Linked DNA regions of Sus scrofa: all the other regions are linked to region 1. The links are chromatin contacts, called in public promoter capture Hi-C maps. All regions are on one chromosome and are shown on one strand. Each heading gives the region's core, a stretch centred on a gene start, on an enhancer-like site or on the middle of the called end of the contact. The rest is flanking DNA. Distances are from core to core; before and after follow the strand shown.

What was found. Promoter capture Hi-C pulls out the DNA fragments that hold promoters and counts their contacts.
Region 2: a contact with region 1 is called in a promoter capture Hi-C map of fetal liver, with 4 times the contacts expected there. The contact joins the promoter of PTX3 here to the promoter of CCNL1 in region 1. A contact is called at or near these places in 2 of 5 promoter capture datasets (fetal liver and fetal skeletal muscle), 1 of 47 Hi-C or Micro-C datasets (skeletal muscle) and 1 of 2 datasets of contacts at active chromatin or transcription factors (skeletal muscle).
Region 3: a contact with region 1 is called in a promoter capture Hi-C map of fetal liver, with 3 times the contacts expected there. The contact joins the enhancer-like site here to the promoter of CCNL1 in region 1. A contact is called at or near these places in 1 of 5 promoter capture datasets (fetal liver), 2 of 47 Hi-C or Micro-C datasets (liver and retroperitoneal adipose tissue) and 1 of 2 datasets of contacts at active chromatin or transcription factors (skeletal muscle).

Annotation. Positions count from the first base shown.
Region 1 is chr13:97,001,508-97,006,142 of Sscrofa11.1, reverse strand. It overlaps CCNL1 (cyclin-L1), which reads left to right and starts at 1,742. Exons shown (of 11, transcript XR_001300397.2): 1 at 1,742-4,030; 2 at 4,323-4,397. VEPH1 (ventricular zone-expressed PH domain-containing protein homolog 1) reads left to right here. Exons shown (of 26, transcript XM_021069713.1): 15 at 3,451-4,030; 16 at 4,323-4,397. The coding sequence ends at 3,723.
Region 2 is chr13:97,270,547-97,275,407 of Sscrofa11.1, reverse strand. PTX3 (pentraxin 3) reads right to left here and starts at 1,814. Exons shown (of 3, transcript NM_001244783.1): 1 at 1,555-1,814; 2 at 676-1,080. The coding sequence starts at 1,684. The region is part of intron 5 of VEPH1 (ventricular zone-expressed PH domain-containing protein homolog 1); the gene reads left to right.
Region 3 is chr13:96,657,061-96,661,305 of Sscrofa11.1, reverse strand. The region is part of intron 3 of LEKR1 (leucine-, glutamate- and lysine-rich protein 1); the gene reads right to left. Among named protein-coding and RNA genes, the nearest start is that of LEKR1, 18 kb to the right of the region's middle. Within about 2 kb of position 1,430, at least 11 of the 83 cell types and tissues checked have an H3K27ac peak or open chromatin away from gene starts, as enhancers often do. A contact at or near this core is called in fetal liver, where this site is marked.

The DNA.
Region 1 (4,635 bases), core at 493-2,992:
CTTTCCACATTTTAATGTTGATACTTTGGAAGTAGGTACATGGAAAAACAAATTTTTTTTCAATATAACTCAGAAATAACCATGATTTTCTTGGAACTTGACTATTAAAAGAAGAGTAAAAAAATTTTTTTTTACATCCCAGTCCTTTCTATACCACAGCTGTGGCAACACTGGATCCTTTAACCCACTCACTATGCCAGACCAGGGATCAAACCCTCATGCTGGTGCTGCAGAGATGCCATCAATCCCATTGAGCCACAGTGGGAATACCTGTCATGAATTTTTTTTTTAAACAAGTTAAAATTAATTTTTTTTCTCTTTAGGGCCACACCTGTGGCATATGGAAGTTCTGGGGCTAGGGGTTGAATTGGACAGCTGCTGGTCTATACCACAGCCACAGCCACACTGGATCCATGGTCTATACCTACACCACAGCTTGCAGTAGTGCCAGATCCTTAATACACTGAGCAGGGCCAGGGACCAAACCTGCATCCTCTGGATACTATCTTGGGTTCTTAATGAGCCAATGGGAATGCCCAAGAAGTCAAAATTTAAAACACCGTCATAGTTTGATGCGTTAATGCTAAGCGTATAAAATGTTGGCCCATCTCCTCTACCACTTTTGTTGAGGCTGAAAAGAAGAACAGTGAATATAATCATATCTATTGGATATAATCTGGGGTACAGACAGAAAGTTGTAGAATAGTCTCAGTGGTTCTGTGCTTCTGGAAATGATTGCCAAACACAGGAGGTGGGAAACAGTGGTCTATAGGGAAAAGATATCAAGAGTAGAGCAAGTACTCCTCCTTCTCCCAGAACTTCTCACTTCAATTCTTGTTAACTTTCTTCAATTAATCAAGGACCTAGAGATTAAAAAAATATATTATAAAATATATCAAGACATCACCAAGACAGTTTTTTGGTGAGGCATGGTGGGAGACTCTAAATATTAGAAAAATGTTCCATTAAGAAATAGTCTTGGGAGTTCCTGTTGTGGCGCAGCGGAAACAAATCCAACTAGGACCCATGAGATTGCAGGTTCAAACCCTGGCCTTGCTTAGTGGGTTAAGGATCCAGCATTGCTGTCATCTATGGTGTAGGTCACAGACATGGCTCGTATCTGATCTTGCTGTGGCTGTGGCTGTGGCCAGCAGTTGTAGCTCTGATTCAACCCCTAGCCTGGGAACCTCCATATACCACAGGTTCTGCCCTAAAAAAAGAAAAAAGAAAAGAAAAGAAAGAGTCTTGGAGTTGCCTGGTGGCTCAGCGGGTTAAGGATCCAACATTGTCACTGTTGCGGCTCAGGTCACTACTGTGGCCTGGGCTTGATCCCTGGCCCGGGAACTTCTGCATACTGTGGGTGCAGCCAAAAAAAAAGTCTTAAAAATGAATTGTATTGAAGTTCCCACTGTGGCTCAGCAGGTTAAGGATCTGACATTGCAGCTGTGTCATAGGTGGCAGCTGTGGTTCAGATTCAATCCCCAGCCCAGAAACTTCCATATGCCATGGTGCAGCCAAAAATAAATAAGAAGAGCTTTCAAAGTCTGTTACAGCATTTTATTTTATTTTAGTCTTTTTGGGGCCACATATGGAGGTTCCCAGGCTAGGGGTTGAATTGGGAGCTGTAGCCACCAGCCTACACCACAGCCACAGCAACCCCAGATCCAAGCTGCATGTGCGAACTACACCACAGCTCACGACAATGCCAGATCCTTAACCCACTGAGCGAGGGCAGGGATCAAACCTGCAACCTCATGGTTCCTAGTCAGATTTGTTTCCACTATGCCACTATGGGAACTCCTGTTATAATCCCTCCTGAATATTGGAGAGGGAAACTTCCCTGGAAGCAGCTTAGTCAGACAGGTGAAGGTAACGTGCAACGAGGTCAAGTATTTCAGCTAGCACCAGAATTACACTCTCTTGGAGCTCTGTTTCTCAATCCTGGCTGAACATTCCAATAACCACTGGCTGGGTCAACCCCAGATCCATTACATCAACCCCTACAATTCAGGCTCAAGCATAATCAGTATGTTTTAAAAACTTCTCTGGGGGTTCCCATCATGGCTCAAAAGAAGGGAATCCGACTAGTATCCATGAGGATGCGGGTTTGATCCCTGGCTTCAATTAGTGGGTCAGGGATCTGGTGTTGCTGTGAGCTGTGGGATAGGCTGCACATGCGGCTCAGACCTGGCATTGCTGTGGCTATGGTGTAGATCCAATTCCGTCTCTAGCCTGGGAACTTACATATACCTCGGGTGCAGCCCTAAACTCCTCTGAAGATACTTATGTGCAGCTAGGGTTCAGAAATACTGATGTAAATCTTTACAAAGTAAGGTGGATTGAATTCTTTTTTTAAAATGAGTTTTTGAATATGTTTTGCTTTAGAGACATCACTAACAAATATTGCAGTGTACTCAAATTCCTTTTGCTCTATGGATCCAAGTTTTAATTCATTTCTCATAATTAAACCTTAAAATTGAACTATGTGATAGAAAGATGATGGGGCTTCTCATTCCTGGACAATGTCTCCAAGGTCTAGACACAGAAGGAGTAAACAAAGATCTACTCTCTTTTAACTGAATTTACCTTGTGTTAATTTTTTCTGTACAGCAAAATGATTCAGTTTACAGAATCTTTTTTTTTTTTTTAAACAAGATCTACTCTTTTTTCCTCCCACTCTAGCCTGTGGTAGTTTGGATCAGTATCATTGTTTTTATTTCAAATTTGAGGAAATTTGGAGAATTGCTAATATCAGAGAGGGAAAAATACATATAAAGAGATTGATTTCTCCCATACTACCTAATTGCAGTAACCTCCATGAATACATAGACTGCCGGGCATAATCAAATTACCTCTGTAAAGTCTCGACCTAAAACTATTTTTGGAAATTAGGGATTTTCCAGATTAGTGAAAGCTGTGGCTTGTCACTAGCTCAGGCCCGAGTTTCGCAAGCGAAGCTGCTAAAGCAGTCTCTCTCCCAGTCAATACGAATCCCTCGCCATACTTAGATACCTCTGGGAACCACATGCTCATCTGACAGCTTTTTTTTTTTTTTTTTTTTTGAACCGATGTAGTTCACAAGCCTGTTTCCCAAAAATACTGTAAAGCAGCCCTTTCCAGATTCCTTGTGGGTCACTTTAAATTACAAGTTCGTCCATACAGGACATCAGAGTAACCATTTCCACCAGCCAATGCCGGCGAAGGTCGTTCGTCCTGATGCTTCCCTTTCTACTCGCTGAACCCGAGTCATCCAAACGCGAAAAGTTAGATGAGGTAGAGACGGGAGCAAAGAGATCCACGTTCTAGACAAATTATCAAATTAGCGCCAGGGTTATTATAGTAGTAAACCTTGAGAACTCTAACTTGGCTATCTCGTAAAGCCCCCTTATTATTCTTGTGGTTAAAATACTACAAACAGGCGGTTTAGACCTGGTTTATCCAAATTGACAGTTCCCTCGACCACTCTGGGGTCTCAGCGGAGAAGTCACCCTAGACTCCCTCCCGGTGGGGGCCACTCTGGGCGGACAGAGGAGCCGCGGGAGGACACCTGGCCTGAAGGGACTAGTTGGCGCGCACTGGATGGGCGTGGTGACGTCAGGGCGGAGGCGCACGCTGCGTGAAGCGTCTCAGAACCCGGCGGTCACGGGAATATCCGTCGCGCCGAGAACGCTGGTTAGTCTCACTCCGGTTCCGGCTGCGTTGGGTGTGCGTGCAGCTCGCTGAGACTATGGCGTCCGGGCCTCACCCGACCGCGACTGCTGCCGCCGCCGCTTCGTCGGCCGTCCCGAGCGCGGGCGGCTCCAGCTCCGGAACGACGACTACGACGACGACCACGACGGGAGGAATCCTGATCGGCGACCGCCTCTATTCGGAAGTTTCGCTCACTATCGACCACTCGCTGATTCCGGAGGAACGGCTCTCTCCCACCCCGTCCATGCAGGACGGGCTCGATCTGCCCAGCGAGACGGACTTACGCATTCTGGGCTGCGAGCTCATCCAGGCCGCCGGCATTCTCCTCCGGCTGCCGCAGGTCAGTGCTGCGGCCCCGGGCCGACCGGGCGCGCCTTTTCTCCGCGGCGTTCCCGCCGCTGAGTTCCGGCACCACCGGGCCCCGGCAGGGTGGGGATGTCCCCTTGGGACGCTCCTGTCCGAGCCCGGGAGTACAGCGGGCGGGAGGGCGTTGGGCGACGGAAGGACCGGGCCCGGAACTGTTCGCGGCAGGGAGGGGGAGGGGGAGCGAGTGGCGGCACAAAATGGCGGCGGCGCCGGCTGGTGCGGGCCCGTCTGACCCCTGCGCTTCCGTTCTCCTTTCTTGTCTGCAGGTGGCGATGGCAACGGGGCAGGTGTTGTTTCATCGTTTTTTCTACTCCAAATCTTTCGTCAAACACAGTTTCGAGGTAAGCGGAGCGGGGGCGGGTGAAAGGGGATTTCTTCATCCGGAAATGGGAAGGAGGGAGGGGGTAGGGTCATCAGCCAGCTTTTCCAGAAAGGGAGTGGTTAGTTTAGGCCTTTGTACCTAGCTTTCCCTCACTGGGAAGTGGGGACTTTTGAAATGTGTTGTAGAAGTAAAAGATGGATCTTGAGCCCTGGTGCCCTACACTATGAAGGATTAGAATTTTCAACCAAATGCAATAT
Region 2 (4,861 bases), core at 565-3,064, 270 kb before region 1:
TGGCCTCTCTCCTGTTTCATCCTGATCCTCCACATCCCTGGGGGTGGCGCCAGCGTACCAATTGGCTCCTACATCTACATCTCACTGTCCCACTTTGGATCCCTCAGCCCCTGCTTTATTCGAAACCTCACACCCTCGGACCTCGATTCATTTCACAGACCCCAGCGTTGAGAGGACCCCTCAGGAGGTCAGTTTCAGCTTCAAGTTTCTTATTGGGAACTGGCAGGAAGAAAGGGCTAGCCCAGGGATTGGAAAACATCCCTAAAAAGGAGACTGGGCCCTGAAATAGCGAGGAACCAGAGCTCCCCTAAAGAAGGAGGCCGGCTAAAATTAGAAGAAGTGGAAATCCCTAACGGAGGGAAGCTGCACAGCCAGAGAGGTTATGGCTATAACCGGCCAGTAGAGCTCCTGCAACGCCTGGTTGGATCGGGTGTCAGTCCAGAGGCCCTAGACTTATATTTCAAGACTGTAATGGTTACATGCACAGCTATTTTCTCGGTTCCTCGAGACTGGAGAGTACTTATGAAAGCAATTCTCCCGCGTTGTATCGTGTATCTGACCACTGTGACCGTGCTGGAGAGTATGGTGTGTGTTTGTGTTTCTTCCCACCAATACCTCTCCTAGTCTTGGCTTCCCACAACGCGCGCTCTGAGAACAAAGCCACGCAGTCCTTACCTGCTGGCAGCCAGCGCCCCGCGGCCCAGCCCTGCACTGCACGGAGGTCAGCCCGCGTCCGCCGCAGCTCCTCGAGCACCGCGCCCAGGGTCCGCCCCGCCTCCTCCTGCAGCTGCGGAGTCCCAGCTTCCTCTAGGCGCTCCAGCCTGCGGCCAGCGTCGCGGCTCGCCTGCAGCAGCTCGTCCAGCGCCCGGGCCAACTGGACCTCCGCTGGGGCTGTCGGTGCGCAAGGCCTCGCCAGGCTGCCTGCCAGCCGCCCCAGCTCGGCCCTCAGCCTCTGCAGTTCGCCCCGGAGGATGTCATCGGTGGCCTGCAGAAGCATGCTCTCCCGCATCTGGGAGTTCTCTAGCATGATGAAGAGCTTGTCCCACTCAGAGTGCTCTGGACTGCAGTCGCACAGCGTGGCTAGAGCACAGAACACATAAGCGTTACTGCCTGCCCAGGCCTTCCTCGGGTGTGCTTTGTAAAACACCGATTTTCCTCTAAGATCCCAAGTTACAGCCCATCTCCAGCACCCCCCTTCCCTTTAAGAACACTTCCAAAAAAGCAGCATGTAAATATCTCGAGAATGACAGAAACCATGCAAGCATATATTAAGTTGAACTCAATTGAAACTGCTCTTCGTAGGGCTCAAAACAGTCGAATATCAGCGATTTCATAGGGCTCAACCCACTATATCTCTATGACAGAAATAACTTTTTGAAACCTCCCCCTTTCCTAACATGCTTCTCTCTTTTGCAAAAAAAAAAAAAAAAAAAAGAAAGAAAAAAGAAAAAAAAATTCCTTATTTCATTGACTTCAAAATATATGTATAATGTTTAGACACAGAGAGGTGGATATGTAATTAAGGTTAGCAGAGAAATAGTTAAATGAACTTACGGTCCTCAGTGGGATGGAGTCCATTGTCTATTTCGTTGTCCAAATTCACATACATGAGCTCATAATCATCGGAGTTCTCGGCCAACACTGCAGACCAGAGAGCACAAAACAGAATCGCTGGGAGACGCATTGCTGAAGAGACAAAAGTTCTTCCCACAGCTGGCGGGAGGGTGTGAGGCAAGAGGCTTTCAAATGAACAGAGAAGGAGCCAGAGGAGAGTGAGAGTGAGAGGCAGGAGCTGAGAGCCCTTAATAAATGCTGGGGAGAGTCTGAATGGGGATGAATGAGTAATGCCAGTGGCACTGCGTTAACGGGAGTTCCCCTGATTTTGGGGGGAGGGGGCTGGGTGGGAGGGCGAAGGAGACGTTGCACAATAGTAAACCACAAAGATTTACACTGCCATCAGATTAATTGGAGGAGGGTCAGAGGGGAAAGAAGGGGGAAAACTGGGCTAGGACTATCCCTGTGAGGATTAGCTGTTGTAACTTGAATTGGTAGCACTGCAGGATGAGAGGGAGGGAAGGGGATTAGGGAGAGAAATAATTCAATAGGCAGAGAGGTGTGAAAACAAGAGCATCATTTCAGCATTTTGTGTACGCTCATTATTTCACAACCTTTTGTGTATAGAAAACTTTTGTTTCACATTTTCTTTGTACACATTTAACAGGTCTAAGCTCTGAGAGTTATTTTCTGATTTCAAGATAAACCAACACAGTAAGGATTTGTATGGCTCTAGAAGCCAAGTCCATTCAGAATTACTGTCTTTAAAAACTTCTGGAGTTGCAGCTATACTTTTATAAACATTTTTTTAATGTCTTTTTGGGGCTGCACCTGTGGCATACCGAAGTTCCCAGGCTAGGGGTTGAATCTGAGCTTTAGCTGCCGGCCTACACCAGAGCCACAGCAACACGGGATCTAGCCACATCTGCAACTTATACCACAACCCACTGAAACACCTCGATCCTTAACCCACTGAGTGAGGCCAGTGTTAGAACCTGCGTCCTCATGGATACTAGTTGGATTTGTTACCGCTGAGCCACGAAGGGAACTCCAAAACACCTTTTTTATTTTTTATTTTTTGACAAACCCAGCAAAACTGGTAAACCTAAAATGAGAAGGAGCTAGGGAAAAGGAATAACTGATTTTAGGTATGTTTCTTTTCATAGCCTGGTATTATGTGGAAATTAATATTTCGTGAGGCTTAGAGTCAAAGTAAACTTTAAATTTAGGGATTCCTGCTTCTGCCAATACATAGAAATCAGTGTAATCTGAAAACTGTCCTGAACAAACACCTAGAAATGTGTTTACGTTAGGATAATAATAAAAACTTCAAATGTACAAATAAGCTCCCAATAAAGAAAGGGAAATATCCAGAGGCCAAAGAGAGGGAAGCACAAACAGACCAGTAAGCCCAGGAGCTGATGTCAAGCTCCTCCTGGATGGGAGGTGAAGTGGGGGGAAAGGTTATCCATTCTGTAATTACCAAATATTAATGGCCATGGTGGAGCAAGGCTTAGGCCAGGGTGAGGAGTTACATATTGGCTTTCAGTAGCTGTAGCCCCACTCTCTGCCCTAGCCCGAGAAAGTGAGAGGTAAGCCTGTCTCTCTTTGACTGAACTTTACAGGGTCCCTAAGAGTTTGTGACTTTGAGCCTGCCCTCATACATGTTCAAGATTCAGATGTTTACTGTCTGCCACAGTAAAAATATATTCATAATAAAAAATACTTAAACATATGAGAAAGCCATAATAAGAACCAGCAGAAACCAAAAAGGTTTAGATACCAATCCCTCAAGAATTTCATGTAATTAAAATATCAGCTAAAAACTACAAAATAACTGTTTAAAAGGACTTAAGATCTACAAGAAGGAATTGGAAACATGAAAAAAGAAAAAGATACTGTCCAAAAAAAAAAAAAAAAAGTCTAGGCCTATTTAAAAAAAAAAAAAACCAACATAACTTCTAGAATTAAAAACAAAGTTAATTGAAATTTTAAGAAAACTCAAGAAATTGATTAAATGACAAATCAGGCAAAGCTGAAGAGAATGTCTAGAAACTTAGATCTGAGAAAAACATTCTCAAAATCCTTTCATTGTTCAGGTTGGCAAAATAATTTTTCTTTGTTCAAGAATTTTTATCTTTTAAAGGATAGCCATTACAACCAAAAGGAAATAAAATGTCCAAATAGAAGAAATAGAGTGAATTTAAAAAAATTTTTGATCTATTCGATAAGAGGTAATGAAGAAGGGAAGAAAATCATAGATGAAGCAAGATAAACAAAAAGAACAACATAATGTAAAAATAAACACAAAGATGCCAGTAACCACTATAAATATTAATGAAACAAACTTTCCAGTTAAGAGGCAGAGGTTGTCAGGAATATTTTTTAAGTCTAGCTATATGTCACTTATAAGAGTCACACATAAAACAAGAATCTAGAAATCTGGAAAACAAAAAAATTTAAAAGTGGTGAGAGATGTACCAAACAAGGGCTAGTGAAAAAATCTAACGTAGCCATGTTGATACCAGTCAAAAATAGACTTTTAGGCAAGAGAGACTAATTAAATTATGATGAAAGAAACACTTTATATAGGGAGATATCTTAGAACTATCTAGTTATAGTTAAAAAATATATGCCAAAAATTAACAGACTTATAAGGAGAAATTGACAACCCAAAATCATAAAGGGAAATTTTAACATACTTCTCATAGCTGATAAGTCCACTTATGTCATAACTGATCATTTGAATGCCAAAAAAACTGAAAGGATACAGAAATTTAAACTACATAATTTAAATTTTGATGTAATGAAATATATAGAACACTGCCCAGAGGGTTTGATAAGCAAGTTCTACCAAACAAGGAACACATAATCTCCTTTTTATATAAACTACCTCTGAGAATAGAGCATGCAGGAATACACTAAATTCTTTTTATATGTCTGGTTAGATGATAAAAGAGAGACAAGGACAGAACAAGAAAAGAAAACTGCAAGCCAGTCTCATTTAAGAATATAGATGCAAAACTCTAAATAAAATATTAGCCAAATAAATCCAGCAGTATATGCATAAAATACATCATGACCAAGTTGAGTGTATTCTAAGAATGCAAGATTGGTTAAACTTTATAGAGTATTTATTATATTAACGATTTAAAGGAAAAGTCATAATGGTCATGTTGACAGATGCAGGAAAATCATTAAATAAAATTCAACACTCATTCAAGTTCCAACTAGGAAAAAGACAGGAACTTAAACTGACAAAATGTAAATACCAAAAATGTATAGAAACATATGCATACATTATGGT
Region 3 (4,245 bases), core at 181-2,680, 340 kb after region 1:
AAAAACAGAAATAAATAAAATCTAATGACAAGATCAAATGCTGAAAATACAGAGAAACTGGATCACTCGTACACTGCTGGTGAGGATGTAAAATGCTATAGCCCTCTGGAAAGGTTTGTCAGTGTTTTAGAAAACTAAACATGCATCTACCAAACAACCTAGCAATTGTACTCAGGCATTTATTCCAGGAAAATAAAAACATGTTGACATAAAAACCTATACACTAATATTTGTAGGAGCTTTATACATAATACCCCCAAACTAGAAAAAATTCAGATGTTCTTCAACAGGTAAAGCAAACTGTAGCACATTCATACCACAGAATGATACTCAGCAATAAAAAAGGGGAAAAAAAGTGCAGATACATGACACAACCTGAACAAAGCTACAGAGAATTACACTGAATGGAAAAAAAAATACCAAACACTGTATATCGCATGATTCCATTTTTATAACATTCTTGAAATGACAAAATTATTGGAGACCAGATTAATGGTTGCCAGGGACATGAATTGGGGGGCAGAGTGGAGTGGAGGTGTGTGAAAGGAGGAGTTAAGGTGAATGTAGCTATTTATATAAGGGCAACAGGAGGAGTCTTTGTTGTGACAGAACCATTTTAACTGTATCAGTGTTCATATGCTGGTTGTGATATTGCAGTATAGTTTCACCAGATGTTACCACTGGGGAAAGCAGGGGAAAGGGTACATGAGATTTCTTGGTATCACTTCTCACAAACTGCATATGAATAAAATAAAAAGTTTGATTTAAAAATAATAAAATATAAAAATAAATAAACCTGGGGCTAAAATACCAGAGAAATCCATAAAGAAATTTTATTGAGCAATTTTTGAAAATGTTGGCTTCATACCTAAACTATACATGACACACCTAGGTTTATCTAAGTATGCTTCCAAAGTATATTTCCCCCAACACCTATTTTTCCAGAAAACCTCACCTTAGTAAACTCTATGACCCGCCTGCAAAAGTATTCTGGACTACAAAACAACAAATGCATATTTTTTAATATTCATAATAACTGAAAAAAAAAACCTGTTTTCCCTAGTGAAGTACTATCGTGGATCACAATATTAAGTGATGAGTCCCCCCAAAAATTTTAGTTTCCCATCTCTTTTGTTATTACTTTAAAAATTACAATTACTTAAAAACACAACACACATACCCATACACACATACATATACCACTTCTTTCCCAGGATACTAGCGCTAACGTTTCTATGACGATTTTTCTTTTTCTTTTTTCTCTACTTTAACACAAAATTTGACCCTAGCCACACTGGCCCAAAATGACCTGGAAAATTAAGTTTATTTTTTCTGGCACTGACAATTTGTGCTTGGAAATATAAAACTGTTATTCTGAATAAATTTCAAAGTTCCAAAGTACTAAAATTACTTTACTGAAACAGGACAAAATGAGCTGTTACTGGTAGGGAAAGGGATTGTTATCCCAGAAAGAACAGTGTGCTCTCCAGCCCTTGCACTGCCACTTCTGTTTTGTAAAATAAACAACTCTGGTCTCTTTATTTTACTTTGTGTCCTGTGGTAATAAATATCTCCTGAAGCTAAAACCCTATTACAAGTGCTCATTTTGTCACCATTTAAAAAAACAAGAGATCAGTTTTACTTTTGCAAAATAACAGACTTTTCCACTGATTTGTTGAGGTTATTCTGACTTCTGTGTATGTTCTCTAGCAAAAAACAGCAAAAAAGAAAATTAATCATTGCTTTTTTACTAAAAGGAGGAGTCCACATGTCCATAAAATTGGTGGGCATTTAGGAGGGAAAGAGATATAGAACTATTACTTTACTGATCTGTAAGTGTTGTTTTAGTTTTAAGTTGTGGCAATCAAATCCTAAACACAGAACTGTACTATCATTACAAGTGCATTCTGCTTTCAGAATGCTGGATGAAAATTTAAACAAACAAAGCTGCTGCTTATCGGAGGTCAGAGAGATAGGTTGGTAGGAGACAGCTCAGTCTAGAGAGCAGATTTAGAGATACGACCTAAGAACATAACGTAAGTAAACTGTAGAGTCTAGCAGCAGAGGGGAAGATGCAGTCTTGCCATCTAGCCCACGGGCCTGTTTTACATTTTCTGCCACTTGAGGAGATGGAAGTCTGAAACATGTTTTATGCTCAGTCAGAAATTGCAAGAAAAAGCAAAAAGATCTGGGAGCGGTAGTCAAAAGATTATCTTATTCTTTCTTTCCTAAGATTCCCTAAGAAGATGAGACCAGAGGGAGATGATTTAACAATCTTTTGCTTTCTAATCAGGCAATGGGTGATTGCCTGATTAGATAACTAGGGCTTATTGTCATCAGCATGCTTCTCCACATTTTCCCTTCAGTGGCCATCTCCCCACATTTATTTTTTTCTTGTAACTCTTTCTACTGCTACCTATTTTGCCATTAATACTACAGCCATTTTCATTTCCTTTATCACTTACCTTTTATGCAATTCATCAACCATCCCCCTTCTATATCATACAGAAAATTACAGAAAGAAATGAATAGGAAAGGCTCCCCTCACCTTCTCTTCCCTGATTTCTACTCAAACCTTTCTTGACTATACACGGAAAAAAAGGAAATGCAGCAGGGGATTCCTAGAAAAAGAGCCAGCATAAAAACTAACACAAAAAGTAAACAGAAGAATAAGGAAAAAAAAAAAAAAGCCTTTTAAAGACTCTCTGCTCTGTCATTATATACCAATCCACCCTCCTATGTCCATTTTTATCCAATAAAATGTAACAGGAGCTCCTCCTGTGGCGCAATGGGATCAGCAGTGGCTTGGGAGTGTTGGGACATGGGTTTGATCCCCTGGCTCAGCACAGTGGGTTAAGGATCCAGTGTTGCCACAGCTGTGGCTCAGTTCACGGCTGTGGCTCAGATCTGATCCACGGCCGCAGGGTGGCCAAAATAAAAAAGAAATGTAGTATAATTCCCAAGCCATTATGAAAAATAAGTAATGAAATAATGGTTCTAATGTGAAGTACTCCTATTATTATTATAAGCTATATAATTTATTTAACATAATTATGTATAGAATGATTATGCAAGCTGACTAAATAGATATTCTGCCCGATCACTAAACAATCCAACAAGTTACATTATGTACCATCTAGAGGAATCAAATACAGGTAAGAAGGTATAGAAAACAAGTAACTGACATCTTTAGACCAAGATGCATGTGTACATTTTTGGTTGTCTTAAAATCAAATACACAAAACAGTGTCTGGCACATTATAGGCACTTGATAACTACTTGTTGTATAAATGCACCTAACTTAGGTCTGAAAAAGTGTAAAGATGCACTTTGTGCTCTAAACATTCTGCAGGCCAAAGGCTACAATCCTCTTACTTGTCCAGGGCCTTAGACAGCTGAGCTGCTCCTGGCCTCTCCACCTCTCTGTACTTCATGGATAGCTGCCTGCCATTCAAGCTTTGAGAAGAAAACTGTATTTATTTAATTATTTATTTATTTATTTTGTCTTTTTTGCCATTTCTTGGGCCGCTCCTGCTTTGAGAAGAAAACTGTATTTATTTATTTATTTATTTATTTTGTCTTTTTTGCCATTTCTTGGGCCGCTCCCACGGCATATGGAGGTTCCCAGGCTAGGGGTCGAATCAGAGCTGTAGCCTCCGGCCTATGCCAGAGCCACATCAACTCGGGATCCGAGCCGTGTCTGCGACCTGCACCACAGCTTAAGGCAACGCCAAATCCTTAACCCACTGAGCAAGGCCAGGGATCGAACCCGCAACCCCATGGTTCCTAGTTGGATTCCTTAACCACAACGGGAACTCCGAAAACTGTATTTATAAGATGTTTGGTTTTGGCATTTTTAAACAATTTACTCCTAAAGTACCTTAAACATGAACAAAAACCCACATTCAACTCATAAAATCTCCACTAAAATAAATACATACTCTTTCTTGCATTTGAAACATTGACATTGTTAAACATTCTCTAACTTGGCCAGTTTTTTCTCCCAGTTAGATCTGGTTCCCTTGGCTCAGAGTATCCTATTCCCTGTCTGTTTCTAGAAATGCCTGCCTTCAAGGGCCAATTCCAGTTTTACCTCCAGCATAAAGACCCTCCCTTGACCAACCTAATACTCAGGGATTTCTCTCCCACCTGCTCCACTCTCAGAGAACATACTATCTTATATATATCTAATGGTGTCTTTTAGAGGGTTTTTTTTTTATGTCATTATATATCTGCTTATTGACA